Regions from separate parts of the Sus scrofa genome. Here all the other regions are linked to region 1. A link is a contact called in public promoter capture Hi-C data. All regions are on one chromosome and are shown on one strand. Each heading gives the region's core, a stretch centred on a gene start, on an enhancer-like site or on the middle of the called end of the contact. The rest is flanking DNA. Distances are from core to core; before and after follow the strand shown.

Region 1 (3,457 bases), core at 773-3,272:
ACTACTTTCAAAAATGCCTACCACTTCTAGGGAAGGTCAGTAGTCGGCAGGGTATTGACAGAAGTTCAGGACATGCTAATCCAAAATATGGCATCTTGACATATTAAATATTTTAAGAGTGACAAATTTAAGAAATAGTATGGGCAGGAAGTGATGTCTGACTTTCCAATTAAACAGGTCATAAAACCTAGGAAGGACATTCTTACCTTTCCCTGAAGTAGGTCATAAAACCCTCACATGAGATGTGCCCTTTCTATACCCGGAAGAAAGAAGCATCCTTATTTCTGAAGACAAACAGACACAGAGGAATCTGAATGAAAAGGCCTTGCTAAATTTCCTTCGGTTTACTACACTTACCTCATATCTTTGGCCTATCGTATCCTTCCATAACTTCCAGGATTTTCATGACGCTCAGGTTTAACTGTTCCTTTAGGTCTTAATTTCCTTATGAAGGCTTCCTTATCATATAAAACTAATGCTAAATAAATTTGTATGCTTTTTCTTCTTAATCCATTTTTATGTTACAAATGTCCCAGTTTAGAACTTAGGATGGTGGAAGAAAAATATACTTTTTTCTACCCCTACAGTGTGCATATCATGACTAAGCAAGTCATGGGTTCTGGGGTCAGTTACTGGGAGATCATATCAACCTCCTGAAGACTAGATCGTCTGAACATGATCTCAAATAGATTAGTACAGCATGGACTATATAATAAAATGGGGAACGAATAGGGAAAACATAGCTAAGCATCACATCAAAGTAGGATTCTGACAGGATTTTATTCAAATGGTTTATACATGTTCTTATCCCATCACTTATTCACCTCATGGCCCTCTCATTAATAAGGAAATCGCTGAGACAGAATAGGGAAGCAGTCAGTTTAATTTGAGAAAGTTACTTAAATCGAAGAAGGTGAATTAGTTTTGACCCACAGAAAGAGCTGATCTGAAAACCGTAAGGTTTGCAGCTAACACACCCTGACTTATTTCTTGTGTATTCCCATCAAAAACATTGTGACTGAGGTTACCCAAGAGATTATTTTTCTATGAAACATTGCCAGAGACTAACAAGGCAAAATCACAAGAATTAATTTATCTCCCCCTCCCGCGCCCAGCATTCTTCAAATATTTTCTCTCACCTCCGGCCTCCAACTTCCCAATACTGGAATTGAGTCAAGTCGACACAAACTAAAAATCTTCAAATTTAAGTGTCTGAAATGTGAAAGGCATTTTGGGGGCTACAGATATAAATGATACACAGTGCCAACCATTAAGATGTTCGTGCTTATTATTTAGTAGGAAAATAAAAACAAAACGCTGCAACAGAGATGTTAACAAAAATCAAACTTACAGGCAGAGAAACCTTCCTTAACTAAACTATGCCAACTTCTAAAATAATCGCTTTTCCCAAGTCCCGCAGAGTATTGCGATCTGCCTATCAGAGTGCACGATGAATACTGATTTAAAAAAATCCTCTTAGAGAGTACAAACATTTTGAAAGAGCCCCTAGTAAAGTTTATTCGGCAGTGAAGGGTCTGTCTCACCGGACCTTCCAAAGTCTCAGTCTTTGCTTCTACAACCAACACTTCCCCTTCCACGCTCAAAAGTTGGTGACATCAAATGCCTTGGAATGGAACGTTTTAGTAACTTAGATCACTTGAGAGAAATAACATGGGCCTGTGGGGTGCGCGGGGGTGACGGGGGTGTGAAATTTTTAAGCATTTAGGGATTGCAAATGTGGGGAAACGTCGCCACCTGCTGGTAAGAAATGGGAACCGCAGGGGAAACGCCTACCCAGACCTTTAAAATAAACGGAGGGTTTCATTTCAAGCACCACGCAGTCGGCTCCAGCACCCTTCAGACCCCCGAGGTCTGCCCCTCCAGGCTGCGCTGACCACTCAGTGTGCCCTATGCAACGTGATTGACAGCGCAACAATTCGGTCCGTTATCTAAACCCGTCTCTCGGGAAACAGTGACCCGCTCCTTCCTTCCGGAAGCTCGGGGTCCGCGCTCTCCCGGCATTCCTTTCCTTCCGGCTGTGCTCGGTTCCCTCTGGCGATTCCCGCCTTGCGCGCCGGTTTCGAGCCCGAGTGTCAAGCCTGACTTTGCGGACCCAAGCATCTCGCCCCGATCTACCAGGACTGGGTTCTTGGCTATGGGGGCAGGAATGGCGCAGCTGGAGGGTTACTACTTCTCGGCTGCCCTGAGCTGTACCTTTTTAGTGTCCTGCCTCCTCTTCTCCGCTTTCAGCCGGGCGCTGCGAGAACCCTACATGGACGAGATCTTCCACCTGCCGCAGGCGCAGCGCTACTGTGAGGGCCATTTCTCCCTCTCGCAGGTGGGGTCCCCGACCTGTCAGCACCCTAGAATGGCTAGTGAGAGCAGGCCCGGTCCCAGCGCTAGTCACCCACCCTTAACCTTAGGTCCCTCCGCTCACAGCAGGAAAAGGACCCCGGTGATCTTTTGTTCGGGTTTCTGAGGTCTGAGAAATATTTACTAAATGAATGAAAAAAAAAACAAAAACGCAGTTCTGTTTCCAAGAAAAAAATGCTCTAGGAGATGTACTAATGGGAACTGAGTTACTGCCCCTTTTCTAGGCAACTGACCAAAGCTATTCTGTTTTTTGTTTTTGTTTTTCGTTTTTTTGCCAATCCTGGGATTTGGGGCACTGAATTGCACCTAGGAAATGTCAGAAAACTTCACTTTAGCTCACCCGTCAGTCACTTCACTGTATTTTGCAAGTGGGGTAGAGGGGGTGGCCCTTCAGCCGCTAAGAAGTGCCAGGTTATATTAATTTCGTCCTTGCTGGTTTTAGCAACCTTCTATTAACTGGATAAATTGGAAATCAGTGATAGGCCGTCATACTTAAATGTGTATTTAGCCACATATGTATATAAATATAGATACAAAAATAAAGTGGACATTATCCTTCTCTTCTGGTAAAAGGCGTTAGAGAGTAGTGATTAGAAATATAGTCTGTAGTTGGAGAAAAACATAATTTTAAATCTTGGTTCTGTTATTTACTAGTCATGTGGCTTGGAACTTTTCTGATTTTCAGGTTACTTATCTGAAAATGACAGTAATGTCTACTATAAGTCTTGTTGCAGGATTAAATACAGAGGGTTTAGCACAATTCCTGGCTACTACATTGTACCTGTCGTTGTGGATCCTCTGAGTGAATTTCTTTAAAGACTTTTCACTGCAAATGCATTAGAGTTCCATTGGTGTTTCCATGCTTTTAAAAACTAGAGCATTTGCAGTTTAATCACCAAAAAGATCACCCTCTAAAGAGTGGGTATAAGAAAATAAAAACTAAGGTTAAGTTGTTGTCTACTGGTTGCTGATACTTTAACAATAACAACACAGGTATGGGACAAAACATAGTAAAACTTCTTATCAGAGCTGTCTCCATTGCCACGGACTTATTTAACCATGTCATAGGATAACTTCCCCAAAT
Region 2 (3,142 bases), core at 348-2,847, 1.0 Mb before region 1:
CACATAGAAAGCACACAAGTACATCAACTATAACCATTAAATATCTTCTCTTTACCCTTTAAGTAATTAAGTCTTGATTGCCTGATTCTTTTACACAAAGGGAAAACAATAGAGCCTCCCAAGGTCGGCTGTTTTAACTCTCTGATCTGGTCTGCAAGCATTTTTCTTTTTCCTTATAGGCTCTACATTTACCATTGCCCAGGTTAACTTCCCAGAGAAACAGTTCAACACTGCAGGAAATAACAAAAAACCCAATTTAATTGTTCAATTTCTTTCCCCTTCTCTTTTCCACAATAAACTTATAATACTTTTAAAATGAAAAAATAAACACCTAATATAAGGACTACTATTTTTTCAAACTCGTTCACCTCCAAGCTTAATTTTTTTGGAGATACCAGCGCTGTGCTTACAAGTGCGTTGGTAGGGCGCAGCGAGGCGGGAGGGGCTGCTGCTGGCGGGGCCAAAGTCCCCTTTCTTCTCCTCCTCCTCATCCGCGGGGTGGTGTGATTGTTCCCCAGCCCAAAGCCTCCTACCCAATCTTTTCATTTCCTAGATCAACCACTCGCTCCGTACACTGGGTGGAGTGCCCCCAGGTACCTGGGCGAGGCACCACAATCCCAATATACAGCTTGCAGAAAACCAGTACTTTCAGGTTTTCTTTTTAAAAAATATTTATGGGGGTCATAGATCCTTTAAAATTTTAAATAAAAGCTAGAGGCACTTTCTTCCAGAAAAATGAACATACCACATTTCTGCACAGAATTTCAAAGTGTTTACAGACTCTCAGAGCCTACAGATGAAGTCCCCGGGGTGGGGGTGGAGGGCTTAGGGAAGCAGGTTAAGGGAGGGGTGAAAATCTTGGACTGAATTCTTTCCATACATACATATGCATTTAATAGACATAGATGACAAGGGTGAGTAAGAGGTTATTTTTAAAAAAGAAGAATGCTTTCCCCAAGTAAGCTGGTCTGAGTCTGAAGGCGCGACAGGTCGTACAATGGGCTGGCGAGCAACAGGTGGGCAGAACACCAGGTCTCGCACCTTCAGTAAGAAGGGAGTCCAAGCAACTGGGCACTGAGGGTGAGGAAGGAGTAGGGAATGGGTAAAAGGCACGGTGAGAGCGATGCAGAAGGCGGCAGGGCTTTACTCACCGTTGCCCACGAAATTGCGGCCCTTCCGGGCCAGGGTCTGCTGCACCTGCTCCTGGATCCGGAGGCTCTTGACCGCCTGGCCGCTGCGACCGCTGCTTCCTGCCAGCTTCAGCTTGGCCTCAGAGGGCAGGGCCAGGCTGGAGCTGTCCAGCTGCCCCAGGATCTGCTGGCCCAGGACCGTCCGGATGTAGCCGCACTCAGCCGGGGAGCCAGGGGCTGCCATGGGGCTGGAGAGGGCGACCGAGCCGCTCGCCTGCTGGAGACCTGCAGGGGAAGCTGCTGCGGAGTCCCGGGCACTGGGCGCGAACCCCGCCCCGCCGGCCCAATCCCGCCGGCCCAACCCCACCGTCCCAGCCCCTCCTCCGGCCCCGCCTCCCCGCCGGTGAGAGGCCAGAGCTCCCGGGAGCGCGGCCTGGGGCGCCAGGCGCCCGGCCTTCACCCGGGAACTGGGCGCGGCTCCAACCGGGCAGGCGCACTCGGCTGGGGAGTGGGGGGCAGGCCGGCCGCGCGCGCCGACACCTGGCGAGATGAACTCACCGCAGGGAAGCGGGAGAGGGCTCAGTCCGCCCCTGGTCGTGCACACTCTCCAGGTCACCTTGGATCCTGCGGGTCCGGCCTGCTACTACTGGCTCTCAATGCCTTGCCGGGCCTCGGCCCTGCCCTACGAATCCTTGTAATTTCCGCTGGATGGACGAAGGACGACCTCCAGGCAGGTGCGCCCTGGAGTCACTTCTGCTCTCGGGCCGAGGTTTGCCTCTGGGATCCCCGAGTGAGTAGTCTGTCTGGTTTGTCAGGCTGTCAGACTGTTCGAAATGTTTCATGGACCTGAGGTGGGAAAGGGCTGTTTGATCAGGCGGACAAGACAGTAGGAGGAAATATGACAAAAAGATGACATGTGTAAAATAAAAACTTTTTAAAATAGGGTTTTTATCCCCCTTAGCACAATTTCGGGGACCGTGTCTTTTTTGCACAGATGCACTCCTAGAAACATATGTTATTCCTCATTGAGAGTTTCGGTATTCTCTTGCATATACACAAATTGTACCCAGCACACTCTCTTTCTCACCCACTCCTCTCTTAGGATCACACCCACATAGAGAAACTCCAATAAGAGGTGCTGGGAAAGAGCACACTTTCAGTAGGTGATACTTTAACAGTCCTTCTAGAGTTGATTAAGCCCTCTTTATGGTAGGCTCTGTGTAGGGGTCCTGCTGGTGGAGCTCTTTCAGTCTTATCTTCCATAAGGTATACTTACCTTGCTATTTAAACGTTTCACATTTAGTTGACTGCTGAGAGCTATGCTCAACAGAAAGAGTCCTTAACCTTAAGGTTTACAACCTAAGCCACTGGTCCTTCTTCCCCGCTTTGGACCTGAGAGGCAGAAAGAAAAACATCTATCCCCAGTATTAAGTAAGATAGCCTTCCCTTTGATTGCTTCGGGTTGTATGTCCACTTTCCTTCAAATCACTCGGTATTTACGGAACCCCATTTATTCAAGTTCGACGTGGCTGGGGAACACAACTCCCCCATTCCCCGTTTTCCTGTGACATACCCTTCTATCTTTACACACACGCTTACTACACAGGTATAAGGCCTTACAGGGAATGAAGAGGCAATCAAGGGGCCAAAAGCCTGGACAACTGGAGTGGTGATAGTTCTGTCACTCTCTCTTGGCTGGCCACATGGCTTAAGTGAAGCCATGTGGATGGTGGTTCTTGGAAGCAATTCCTCCTATCACAGCAGGACCAGTCTTGAGGTAGATTATTCCTTGTAAAGAACTCAATTATATAGCCAGATGTAAAAACTCAAACGTGGTGCTGAGAGTCAATTGAAAAGAGAGATGAGGAGTTCCCGTCGTGGCGCAGTGGTTAACGAATCCGACTAGGAACCATGAGGTTGCGGGTTCGGTCCCTGGCCTTGCTCAGTGGGTTAACGATCTGGTGTTGCCCTGAGCTGTGGTGTAGGTTGCAGACGCGGCTCGGATCCCGAGT
Region 3 (3,297 bases), core at 257-2,756, 1.5 Mb before region 1:
ATTGTAGTTAACATGCATATGGAGGTAAAACTACTTTCATTATTAATTTACATTTGAAATTACTTGTTGAAATCATTTCTGATAATATCTAGCACAGTAGATAATACCACAACTGCAGAGAAAAGAGAAACAATAATTAGGTACAATGCAGTAATACAGGGATAATAAATCTGAAGTGAGGAAAAGCTTCTTTTAACAAGGTCTGAATGGAGGTATTAAAAAAGTAGGGGTGCATAGTTCCTTCTCCTAAGGGGTATATATATTGGAGAAACAGCTAAGGAGACTTAGAAAGTTGAACTGCCTCTTAAAAGGTTTCTGGAGGAGGACTGGGTTATGGGACACACTTCAGGAAGCTGGACAAGACGTTTACCTGGGTGAAGGTCAGCCCATCTAAATAAATGTGAGGTGGCCTCTAATGTGGGGGTAATAGCTGGAGAACTTTCTGATCGCGCTGGGATACTTGGAATGCTGCTCTTTCCACACCTATCTCTGTGGTTTAGGAACACTTTTCATTATTAGAGAGTGTAGTTAATTTTAAAATGTAGGAAAGCAAACCAATTTCTTCTCTTCCCTTCCCTTCCCCCTCTTTTCTCCCCACCCGCCCCCAACAAGCCCTGAGGCATGTGGAAGTTCCTGGGCCAGGGGACAATATCCAACAGCAGAGATGCGAGCCACAGCAGTGACAAGGCCTGACCCTTAACCCTCTGAGCCACTAGAGAACTCCAAAAAAAAAAAAAAAAACCAAAAAAAACAAAAAAACAAAAAAAACAACTTAAAATGTAGTTTCTTTGACTTGATATTTAGCTTATGTTTTAAAAACATGACGCAACAAATGACAAGGACTCTAAAGTGCATTACTAATACAGTTCTGAAAGTGTTCGCGATGATGAAGGGTCTGATGCTTTTACCGAAACCTGTGGATGGTTAGCTCCAATTTTCTCTTGTACTTCCAAGCACCTCTTCATCATTCTCTGGCTGGATGCTCCTGGGAAATTTTTTTTGGTTCAGTAGATAAGTACAGGCTTTGGGGCAGAGCCTTGGGCAACAGTCTAGCTTTACAGCGCTCTGTGACCCTCTGTAGGTTCCGCACTTTGGTTTTCTTATCTGAAATACTTATCTCACTGGGTAGCTCTACGACATAAATAAGATCATTATCAAGGGCTCAGCAGCCACTTGAGACACACGTGTGACCCTCGCCGTGTGGGTCTGCGAGAATTGCAGGACCTGTAAGGAGTCCAGAGTAGCTGTGATTATCTCTTCTTTCTTTCCGAGTCCAGCCAAAGTCCCCCAAGTAAGCGCGGCTGATCCTGGGCGCACCCCAGGTGTGCGCTCGCAGGTGAGGGCCTTTGCGGCACCCATCAGCTGGTGGGCAAGCCTGGGCGAGCGGAGCGGAGGAGATCCGGAGGCAGGGAGGGGGAGTGGAGGGAGGGAGAGGGGGCAGGGAAGGACGGGGCGGAGCTGCCCGGACGCTCCCGGTGGCACTGCGAGTCCTGGGCCGCTGCCCGGGCCGGACGAGGAGGCGGTAGCGGCGTCCACTGGCACAACTCTGGGCGCTCTCCACCACCCGCCCTCGGGGGCCGGCCGACGATTGGTCCAGAGAGCAGGGGGTGGAGGCAGCCGGGCCGGCCGCTGCAGTGGCGGCGTCAGGTGAGAGCGCTAGCCGCAGAGACCCGGGCGTGGCGGCTGCCGCACAGGGAGTCGGAGCCAAACTCTCCTCGCGGCCCTGGGCTTCCCGAGAAGGAAGGGATAAGGAAGCTCTTGCCAAGGAGACGACGAAGCAGGGCGGCGCCGGCGCGGAGCAGCCCCGAAGTCGCCCCTGTGGAGTGGCGCCACGCCTTGGCATGCAGGCGACGCCCCCCGGGGTCCGGTCGCCCCTCGGCAGTCCGCTGAGTTCGCGCTCGCGGCCCGACTTGGGCGTGGGAGGGCGCCGAGTCGTAAGCGAGCGCGGCCAGATGAGCGGCGAGGGCGACTACAACTTCAGGCGGGTGGCGATCCGGCGAAAGTCAAACCTCTCCTACCTGCCTCTCGGGACCCCCCGGCCCTGGAGTCGGCCCTCGTCGCACTTGGGATGGGCCGAGACGGCCACCTTCAGGGGCCAGGCCCCCGCAGACTCTCCAGGTAAATGTCTCTGGAGGTGAGGGGTGAGCGGGGCGTCGTCGCAGGTGAGGGACTGCCGAGCGCCCGGCAGGCATTCAGGCGGTCCAACCCATGATCTCTTTTGTCCCTTCCCCCAAAGGTCCTTGGGCGGCAGCGCGCTGGGGGCTGAACTTACCTGTCCTGGAGGTCACTTACCAGGGAATTCCGGAAGCGAAGGATAACTCATTTTAAAAGTTTGGTTAGGAATTAATAAGGCCCATTTTCTAGGTACTGAAGTTCGTTTTTTTTCCGCTAAGTTGCTTTCGGCAGACCTCGTGAAGGACTAGCACAGTGAATGCAGGAAGCGGGTGCTGGTTCTGGTCAGGCACCCTGGCTGTAGACTGACCTTGGACCATGTATCTTGAGGGCTCCGTTTTTCCCTTTGGAAAAAGACTGTTGAGTGTGAAAAGCTGCAAGTCTCTCTTAAGAAAACATATTCCTACTATCAAGAAATAGGATTTTTATTGCTGTTTTTGTATTGATAAATTAAGCTATCAGTAATTTGGTGTTTTGAGTTCTGAATTCTTATCAAATCCTTGTCTTAGAAAAAAATCCTCAAAATGATCTGTTCAAGCCCACACCTTCACCTTTGCTCTTTAAAGGCATTCGGTTCTCCCCAGGCAGGCTTGAAGCTATGTAGAACACATTAGGGTTTTTTTTCTTAATTTGCAAGACTTCTTCAAATCTCCCCCCACTTTTTGTGCTCTTATTGTGCTACAACCATCGATGGCTTGTATGCAGACCAGTTATGAGATAAAAATCTTATTTGAGCAGCAGAAATAAAGGTGCTTTTATTCACTTAATTCTCATTTTGTTCATATGAAACAAAGCTCTTATAATGGTTTAAATGTGGAGTACTGAAGCTTAAAAATTTTCCGTGTCCTTGTCCTGAAGCTGTAGCAGTCAAAGGGCAGGAAAACATGGTGGATATGTTACAAATTTATAACCGCATTAGATAAAGGGCCGAAAAAGTGATGTGAGAAAATACATAAACAAGTAACTGAATTACAGTGCTTTAGGTCTCAGTTTCCTCATCTTCAAAATGAAGACTGGTGAAATAATCTCTGAAGTCTCTTCCAGGTTTAGTGTGATTCACTCCAAAATGAGTAGAAGAGTGTTTTCTTCCTTTTTAAGTGAAAATGTGTTACTTTGTTTTGAAGT
Region 4 (3,506 bases), core at 775-3,274, 1.2 Mb before region 1:
TTCTTGCTCTTTAAATTTCGCAATTAGCAAATAAAAAAAGACTATGTCTTTTGGTGCCACGAATTAGGGAAAAAGAATTGTTGTTGCATTGTTGTTGCCCCAGGGCACCCTGCCCCTGTGAAGCAGTTACTGGTTATGCATTTTAAGCTTCACTGTGAGCCTACCCTCTCCATTCGTCTGCCTTTTCTTCTTTGACTTCTCAGAGAAAAAGAAGGGAACAAAAGCTCCATCAACAGAGGACTGAGAAACAAAGTGGGTAACATCTGGCTGTTATATAATATTATCTTTGGTAGAAAATAAAAGGACTTGGAATATATCTCTTTGGTCTGCTTTCTATTTTTGGAGTTCTGAAATTTTTGTCTCATTATGTCTCTGAAAATAAAAAAAGAATTAGGGGAGTTCCTGTAGTGGTGCAGCAAAAATGAATCCAACTAGTAACCATGAGGTTGCAGATTCAACCCATGGCCTCCCTCAGTGGGTTAAGGATCTGGCACTGCCCTGAGCTGTGGTGTAGGTCGCAGACACAGCTTGGATCTGGCGTTGCCATGGCTGTGCCGTAGGCTGTTGGCTACAGCTCTGATTAGACCCCTAGCCTGAGAACATCCATATGCTGCGGGTGTGGCTCTAAAAAGCAAAAACAACAACAAAAAAAGAATTAGAAGAAATGTTCCTGAGACTTGATGCCAGAAACACCACTAGTGGACCTTTAGGTCTTCGCTTAGATGATATTTAATTCATTTGTTCAAAGTATTTATTAAGTACCATGTGTCCTGCTGAACAAATCAAGCATGCCCTTCCCCGGGGCTACCGTGTATGGCTGTGCAGGTTAGGGGTACCTAAAGTTCTATTAACCACTGAAGCACAACTTCCACTACTGGAGGTGGTCCTTGCTCTAAAGGAGATTATATCTAGTGACTTTTAGGAAGTCTTGCATGAACTTTCACTTCCCCTTCGGGCTAGAAAAAGTATTTCATAATACCCAGTTAAAGCACTTAACCTATTTGTCTATAATGGCATCACCCTCTATTAGACTGTAAACTAAGAGGGTACTACGATTGGGAATATCCTGTTTGTCACCTTCCAGGGGCTACGGATGTATCAGTGAATTAAACAGTCAAAAGTCCTTGGTCTTTAGGAGCTAATAATCTAGAGGAGAGAGATAGTAAACAAGGTCAGTATGTAGCATATGTAGCATGTTAGATGGGGATACATGCTATGTAGAAAAATGAAGTGGGCAAGTAGTCTTTCTCCTCACCTACCTTGGGTCTTTGCTCCGATGTCACCTTTTTTTTTTTTTTTTTGAGAGAGGAAACTTCAAAGGTTTACAATAAATGAGAGATACCTGTTTTACAAGAAAAACATTTAGGAATAGAACAGAAGACACTTAGCAAACAGCCAGTAAGGCAGGTATCAGATCTCCACTTTGCTAAGAATCAGGCCACAGTGAATAAAGATTTATACAGAATATAGAGAATGAGAGCTCAGCCCTTCCCCTCTAAAACTCTGACACTTTCAGATTCTTTCTGAATACATTTCAACAAATATCCTGGAGAATCCTTGTGTTCCAACCTGGTCTGGGGTATCTGAGGCTAAGAGCTATTCTTTAAGCCTTTCAAATCCTCCCTCCCCCCAACACACACACACACACACACACACACACACACACACACACACACACACACACACACACACACGAAAAAGCATCCTTATTAGGAAAAGACGTGCTGGATAAACAAGAGACTCAGCTATACTTAGTACGTATTCGTGCCCGGAATTTTCACACCCATTTTGCTCCGAGGACAGGCATAAATATATCTCTTCCTGCCGACTCTCTGAGCCTAGCTCCCTAATCTTTTGACAGAAGTCAGCCAAGCATCCTGGCCCCAAGGGCCCTTCTCTCCCAGCTCAAGTCCCTCCAGCTTCGCGCAGCGTTCTGGAAGTTGTAGGCTCCAGCAGTCCTCCGTGATAGAACTACAACTCCCGGCAGCCTTTGTTTCTCTGCACCGCCCCCTTGGCGCATTGTCTGTCGGGAGGGGGCAGGTAGCTGGCGGGCGGGGTCCAATGGGTGCCGGCTCCGGAGGAGAGGGCGGAGGAGAGGAGGAAGGAGGACTCTGGGCCCCGGCCCCATTCATTGCCGCGGCCGGCCGGGCGGGGGTCCCGTGTTTTCCGAGTCATGGAGGCACTAATTCCTGTTATCAACAAGCTGCAGGACGTCTTCAACACTGTGGGCGCTGACATCATCCAGTTGCCTCAGATCGTAGTGGTGGGAACGCAGGTGAGGGACGAAGGCGGCCTCTGCCCAGGCCAGAACCTGGGGTACGGGCCTGGACGGGGCTGCGGCAGCGCTGGCTCCCAGGCTGGCCTTCGCGGCCTGTGCCGCCGCGCCTGGGCACCCGGGGCTGCAGTGCCCCAGGGCTTGGAGTCCAGGGCCTGGCCGGGAGGCGAGGGGCGGAGCCGGCGCGGCGGGTCCCGCGGGTCTCGGGGGCGGGATGGGGGAGGGACGGACCTGCAGGCGGAACTGGAGTCAGCGGGGACCGGGCGCGGCTTCGCCCGCGGGCCGCTGCTTCCAAGGGCACCTGGGGGACGCGCGGGGCACGCGAGGCCACATTGTGCACGCGGGACCTGGCAGTCCCTTGTGGTTTGGTTTCAGGGCGTTGGGGTATTTCCCTCCCTCAGGGGCTGTGGAGTCAGTTTTGGAACCGCGGGGCCCGGACCGAGAAGGCCGTTTGTGTGGCACCTGAGTGTTTTCTTGCAGTGTAATTCAGGTTTCCAGAAGCAGTTAAAAACAAACAAACAGAAAGACCCAAACCAACTTGTACTTGGAGTTTGTGGGTATTAGGAAGGGTTATCCCGTTTTTCTGCGTAGGCTGTGTGGTTTTTGTCTTCCATCTAAATTGAGCATCAAGGTTCTCTGGTCTTTTGATGTTGTTTTTCTTATAGATAGCACATTTTTACATGCAGAAATGTTGAGGAAATAAATGCTATTTCTAGAATGCCAGAGAAGTGTATGTTTCATTTTCTCTGCCTCCTGCTTTTCTTGGTTGAAGAGAAATCAACTATAGGCCGTTTTTATTGGGGAAACGCATTTTAAGAGCTTACTGTATTAAGTGCTTTCATTTTTTAATGATTTTTCTATTGGGAAGGGGACAGTTTCCTCTCTTTCTAGGAGGTGCATCGCTACATCTTGCTACAATTTAAAAATATACAGTATACATATTTTGAGAGGAAATTTAATGTTCAAAATATAATGGGGTATGTCCAGACACTGGAAACCTTGGAAACCATAGCCATCCTTTGTAAGGTGGCTGTGTGTGGGGGGTTTTTAGGTAGTTAAATAGTAGAAATTATTTCAGGAACAAATTTACTTCGTTGACATTCTGCTGAATCCTGCCTACACATTGTAGTCTTTATAAATTATTATAAATTATAAAGATGTTAATGTTTATAGTGACCAGAGAATGAATCATCAGCCTAATTATGAGAAATGTTTTAAGTATATTTTGTTC

The links. Promoter capture Hi-C pulls out the DNA fragments that hold promoters and counts their contacts.
Region 2: a contact with region 1 is called in a promoter capture Hi-C map of fetal skeletal muscle, with 10 times the contacts expected there. The contact joins the promoter of PKP2 here to the promoter of ALG10 in region 1. A contact is called at or near these places in 1 of 5 promoter capture datasets (fetal skeletal muscle) and 1 of 47 Hi-C or Micro-C datasets (liver).
Region 3: a promoter capture Hi-C map of fetal skeletal muscle shows a contact between it and region 1, with 12 times the contacts expected there. The contact joins the promoter of FGD4 here to the promoter of ALG10 in region 1. A contact is called at or near these places in 1 of 5 promoter capture datasets (fetal skeletal muscle) and 1 of 2 datasets of contacts at active chromatin or transcription factors (alveolar macrophages).
Region 4: a contact with region 1 is called in a promoter capture Hi-C map of fetal liver, with 6 times the contacts expected there. The contact joins the promoter of DNM1L here to the promoter of ALG10 in region 1. A contact is called at or near these places in 2 of 5 promoter capture datasets (fetal liver and liver), 4 of 47 Hi-C or Micro-C datasets (embryonic fibroblasts, heart right ventricle, mesenteric adipose tissue and 1 more) and 2 of 2 datasets of contacts at active chromatin or transcription factors (alveolar macrophages and skeletal muscle).

The regions. Positions count from the first base shown.
Region 1 is chr5:40,421,581-40,425,037 of Sscrofa11.1, reverse strand. It overlaps ALG10 (ALG10, alpha-1,2-glucosyltransferase), which reads left to right and starts at 2,022. Exons shown (of 3, transcript NM_001244234.1): 1 at 2,022-2,338. The coding sequence starts at 2,156.
Region 2 is chr5:41,423,142-41,426,283 of Sscrofa11.1, reverse strand. It overlaps PKP2 (plakophilin-2), which reads right to left and starts at 1,597. Exons shown (of 13, transcript XM_003126396.5): 1 at 1,152-1,597. The coding sequence starts at 1,374. It overlaps LOC106507506 (a long non-coding RNA gene), which reads left to right and starts at 1,755. Exons shown (of 3, transcript XR_002344052.1): 1 at 1,755-1,864.
Region 3 is chr5:41,877,406-41,880,702 of Sscrofa11.1, reverse strand. FGD4 (FYVE, RhoGEF and PH domain-containing protein 4) reads left to right here and starts at 1,506. Exons shown (of 17, transcript XM_021092066.1): 1 at 1,506-2,118. The coding sequence starts at 1,842.
Region 4 is chr5:41,634,576-41,638,081 of Sscrofa11.1, reverse strand. DNM1L (dynamin-1-like protein) reads left to right here and starts at 2,024. Exons shown (of 19, transcript XM_021092060.1): 1 at 2,024-2,275. The coding sequence starts at 2,174.